Linked DNA regions of Zea mays: region 1 is linked to region 2. A link is a contact called in public Hi-C data. All regions are on one chromosome and are shown on one strand. Each heading gives the region's core, a stretch centred on a gene start, on an enhancer-like site or on the middle of the called end of the contact. The rest is flanking DNA. Distances are from core to core; before and after follow the strand shown.

Evidence for each region. Hi-C and Micro-C count contacts between places; a contact is called where the count stands out from the background.
Region 1: a contact with region 2 is called in a Hi-C map of leaf, with 1.8 times the contacts expected there. The contact joins the promoter of LOC100384288 here to the promoter of LOC100280529 in region 2. A contact is called at or near these places in 4 of 25 Hi-C or Micro-C datasets (ear, leaf and tassel).

What each region holds. Positions count from the first base shown.
Region 1 is chr3:198,826,826-198,829,525 of Zm-B73-REFERENCE-NAM-5.0, reverse strand. LOC100384288 (Lipoyl synthase 2, chloroplastic) reads left to right here and starts at 1,321. Exons shown (of 7, transcript NM_001176850.1): 1 at 1,321-1,730; 2 at 1,905-2,086. The coding sequence starts at 1,449. It overlaps LOC100272651, which reads left to right. Exons shown (of 5, transcript NM_001147109.1): 5 at 1-490. The coding sequence ends at 84.
Region 2 is chr3:198,680,438-198,683,137 of Zm-B73-REFERENCE-NAM-5.0, reverse strand. It overlaps LOC100280529, which reads right to left and starts at 1,307. Exons shown (of 2, transcript NM_001367132.1): 1 at 1-1,307. The coding sequence starts at 1,225. The coding sequence ends at 20.

The DNA of each region.
Region 1 (2,700 bases), core at 72-2,571, 150 kb before region 2:
GCTCAGAGATCCATGCCAGTAACAGGTTTCAATCCCTCAGGTGCTAGAGGTGGGCACATCACTTCAGAATCTGTTCCTGGATGATGTAACTGAAGGAGACACACAAGGGCAAAGAGTCAATGCTTTTAAACATTGATGAGATGGTCTTCAGCTGATAATTGTTGTATCTGAAGACATGCATGCCCCATTATAAGTTGTGAGCGAGCTTGGAGAAGTTCCGATTGCTCAGGAAAGTAGCCTTCACTTCAGGTTGTGACGTAAGTTTAGGTTTCAGAGTAATCGAATAGACCAGTGAAATGTTCCTTATGTGGGTCATTTAATATAGTACCCACCTGATGATATCATAATACTGGAACAGGAAATGTACCCCTTCACATTTCTACTAGAGTCGATGTTCTTCGTAGGCCATTGTGGACTGGTTTGCACATTTACTGGGCATGTATTTGTTTATATTCTGACATACTGTTATTGAGCTACTCCTGTCCTGGGTCGGGCTCTTGGCTTCTAGTCTAGGTGGGTGGAAATGTTCGGGTTGTTTTTGCTTGATCATATTCTGTCAGCCTTCCTTTCATCATTTCCCTCAATATTCCTTGTGGTGTGTGTGGAGCCATCTGCCTTCGCGAACTGTGCGATTTCCAGCATGAATTCGTTCGTTAAGAAATGCCAACCGTTAGCTTAGCTCCATTTAACAGCGTGATGTGAAAATATATTGATATTATTGACTGCTTCGTTCGTCTGAATCAATGGGATGCAGTCGCACTGTTGTTTGAAGGAAGCAGTGTAACTGTAGATCTTTGCATTTGATGATGTTGTTGCAAAAGAAAAGGTATGGATTGGTTCTCGTTTAATCCTGGTGTAGAGCATAATCCTGTTGAGCTTAGATTTCCTCATGCCAAAGATCGATATGACGCAGACTCATGCCAAGTGTGTGTTCAAGCTCATACAGAAGCTTGTTCAAACAATCACATCTGATCTGAGCATCCTTCGTAAAAGGCTGCGACTTGTAACTTGTTTGGAATTGAAAGAAAATGATCGTTTGATTCCCTAGCAATAGAAATCCTGGGTAAAATCCTGCATTTGCTGGTGTCAAGGTATTCCAAATGGCGCTAAGATTGATCAGTCTCCAAACATGATCGTGTCTTCCAATATCTGAGACACTGGGCTACCAGGTACCAGCACACCCACTGCACTGAGCCACATCGGCCAGGAACCAGCAGCGGCAGGAACAAGGCAGGCGATCCGGAGAAACCAACCTTGCTATCATCGCCGGCCTAATATCAATCCCCTGTTTTACCCCTGGGCCACGGCAGTCGTCCAGCTGGTTTGCCTCCCACACAAGGGTAAAAGCGGAACGCTAAAACCTCACCCCCTCCGCTTGGAAGTTCCATCGCCGCCGCCTCCATCGCTACACACCACGACGCAGCGCCCGATTCCGCCGGCCAGCAACGATGCAGAGCTCCCTCGCCCGGCCGCCGGTACTGGCCGGATGCGGCGAGAGACGGGGCCTGGCAGCCGTGGCACGGTGCCGCGCTGAGGCGGCGGCGCCCGTGTGGACGGCGTCCAGGGCGTCTGCGGGGCCGTACACCGGGAGGGACCCGGAGGTGAAGAAGCCCGCGTGGCTGCGGCAGCGCGCTGCGCAGGGGGAGAAGTACGCTCGCCTGCGGGAGTCCATCGGCGAGCTCAAGCTCAACACCGTCTGCGTCGAGGCACAGTGCCCCAACATCGGCGAGGTACGCGCGCCGATCAGATGACAGATGCCCCCCTCCGCGTGACGCCCATCGCGTCAGTACCTGCCCGTGAGCCTAGGCCTAGCATAGACTGATCCACGCCAGCGGTTTCTGCGAGAGGAGCGCTTTGGTCTCAGTGATGGGTTCTGACGGAACCGGGTGCTTTTGGTGGCGCAGTGTTGGAACGGAGGTGGAGGGGCCGGCGGCGAAGGGGACGGCATCGCGACGGCCACCATCATGGTGCTTGGTGACACCTGCACGCGCGGGTGTCGATTCTGCGCTGTGAAGACCAGCAACAAACCGCCGCCGCCTGATCCCCTGGAGCCTCTGAACACGGCTTTGGCTGTTGCAAGCTGGGGGTATGATCTCTAGTAATCCTGCCTGGCTGATCATCTGCTGATTGGAAACTGATAGGTTCTCAGAACTCGTGATTGATCGATGCAATTGTAAATTTGTAATTGGTGTTAGGCCCTGTGTTGGAACCCAAAATGACCGTGCGGACGGTCCGGCCCGGAGGCCGGACGGTCCGCGGTCCGGACCGTCCGCGGTGGTGGCGCGGACGGTCCGCGCGTGCGCAGAGTCAGTTAGGGTTCCTAGTTTCTCGCGGGATTTGTTACCTAAAACCGCGGGATTAACTCGGAAATCAGTTGGAAGCGGATCCAGACCTCCCCCTTTATATAGATGAAGGGCTACGGCCGATTAAACCCCCATCATCAATCGAATCAATACAACTTCTATTTCGCATTTTATCCTAGGAGTAGTTCTAGTCTAGTTTAGGTTTAGCTATCCAATCCCCAAATTCTTCGTCTCTCTTCGGCTCTACGTCGATTAGAGGAGTCTAGGTCGGCCGGCCCGAGCCTAGACACCACCTAGGATCTCTCCTCCCCGACGGGGTCCCTCCCGGGAGCGAGATCCAGGCGCCGCCGGCGACTTCCGCCGCCTCTGCGTACGCGCGGATCGTTCGGCCCCAGGG
Region 2 (2,700 bases), core at 58-2,557:
AAGTAAACCCCCTAGGTGCTCAGAACGAGTTCATTTCAAGACAATATGCCCTTCTCTTGAGAAGCACCTTTGCCGCAGTCCGATATGGCTCCTCAAAGGCCTCTGAAATCCAGCATGTACCAACAGGACCTGCAGCCCCGGCCCCTTGGCCCTCCCTCAAGGCATCTTCGCTTGGTTTGATCGCCACTAGTGTCGCACCCTTCAGCAGCGTTCCCCCAGGCAGCTCAATGAGCGGTGCGTAGTGCAGACGCATACTGAGAGCCGGCATGAGGGTGCGGTGCGAGCTCCCTGACGGAAAGACGGGCCGCACCCGCAGTTCCTGCAGCTGCCTCTTGTCCATGGTGAGCACCCCTTGCCCGTCAGCATCTGTCAGGTCCAAGCTCTCCAGCAATTCGTGATTACAGATAATCGGCTGCAGCAAGTAATGCCTCGCCGACGCGGCAATCAGGGAGCTGATGGTCCAGACAACGCGAAGCTTGAGCCCTCCATTTGTATAAAGAGAATCAGGTAGGCTCCCCGGCTCTTCAGTCTCCCGACTGGTATCGGGAGTGGCGGCCGCAGCAGTTTCCGATTCCGCCTGAGTGTACCCTGTCGGCGGCTTGGACGAGATCGACGAGGCGCCGAGGATGACGCAGCTGACGAGGGTGGAGCCGAAGTCGGCCTTCCACTTAAGGAGCACACCGTCGTCAATGCCGAGCTCGCCCGTGGGCAGCTCGATGTGAAGGCGCCGCAGCTCCTTGAAGGAGCGGAGCACCTCGGAGGGGGAGTGGTGAGAGACGTCCGCGACGGGCGCGCGCGGGGAAGCGGGCAGTGCCTCGGAGCGCCGGGAGACGGCCGCGGCGGCGGGGGAGAGGATCTGGCCGAGCGCGTGGATGGGCCTGGCGATGCCGCCGAGCAGGACGCGCGCGATGTGCGCGAGCGCGCCGCGCCCGCGCGCGGCCGGGGCTGGCGCCTGCCGCGGCGAGGTGCCTGGTGCGGCGGAAGAGGAGGACGAGGGCGGCGGGTCGTCAGGGATGACGCAGTCGACGCGGACGAAGACGGAGTCGACGAGCGGCACGAGCGCATGGAAGCGGCGCGAGACGAGGGCGCAGCGGCCGAGCGCCTTGACGTCGCCGATGCGATTGAGGACGTCGAGCAGCACCGCGTCGTGGAGCCGCTCGAACTGGTCAGCGGCCTCGGCCCCGCCGCACGGGCACTCCTCCTGCTGCTGCCGCGCCGCCTCCATCCCACGGAGGTTGCAGGCAGCCAGGCACACAGATCGGGATCGGGGAGAGGCGTCGGCGCGGGGCGGGGCTGACTTGCTGGGGGATTTGATTGGATTCCCTTGCGGTGGATCGCTCGCTGGTAGTCTGCACGGGACGGCCGACGGCACGGCACAAGCTCACGGCTGTACTGCTGGTACTGGGAGCGAGACAGCGAGTGGAGCGTGAGACGTGGAGGGGGATCACGGCCTCACGGGGACGGGACGGGATCGGCGGCAGGCTCGTGTTCGTGTGTGGGCGATGATGAGGTGTCAGTCGCGGACTGGCGAGTAGCTGGTGCCGTAGGCCCGTAGTTGAGGGTCCGGGTCAGGCTCCAGGTCCAGGGTCACGGCAGCGCGGTGGTGTGGTGGCATGATGCAGGCTGCTGCGCGGGGGCTGGGACGGTGCGACTGCGGGCAGGCGGCACAGGCACCCAAGCAACGGGGACGTCTCAGCGCTCCGCGGATTAGAGATGAATAGCTGAATACGAGGTCATCGTCATCCTGTATACTACACTAATGTATTTCTCTCGGATATAAAATCAGATATGGTTAGTTAAGATTCAGGACGAATATAGGACGGGATCAGATAATAATCCAGACAGGTAATAAACAGATAACAGATATTACTCGAGTAGGTACAAGATAATTGTCGGGTAGTTCGTCCCGATGATATTAATTGTCCAACCACTCAACAAATACATAATTTAAGCAATACATTATCATGTATATGATAGATCAAATGTAGGAAAGTAAACCGATAAAATTGATATCATGAGTTCAAAGTTACTAATTACAAGAACATTGTAAAACCAACCCCGCAATATTAAAAATTCATAAAATATTCTAGTTTCACTCAAAAATTGCAAATAAGTTACAAAAACAAATAAACATTTTATACGAAGATAACTCCTCATATGAAAATAATAAAGTAAAGTACTGATTATGTTGAAACTTGGATATTTATAGTGATTTCACATGTAACTCATACAAAAAAGTAAACGTGAAATGAAAGAAACGTAGACATTTTATAGATCTTATGATCCAAACATTTTTTTATGGTTATATATAAACATATGTTGTGCCTCCGTAAAATTTCATGATTTTTAGGCTATTTATATATCATTAATTTCTTGTCGTAGAAAATCATCAAAATACAATTAAATCCATCAAATAACGTAGCGTCGACTGAAAATTACAAATAAGTTACCAATACGAATAAATAGTCTATACAAAGATAATCTTAAGCCCCCACATAAAAATGATAAAATATATTAATTTGATATAAATTTGGACATAATTTTAATGATTTTGGCCTAAATATATATTTAAACAAAAAATGATGTACTACATAGTTATAGATATCTTCGAGCTCTACAATTTTCATATAAACTTTATCTTTATCCGATTTTATATGTAACAGTTATGATTTTATAACTATATTATTATGTTGTAAAAGA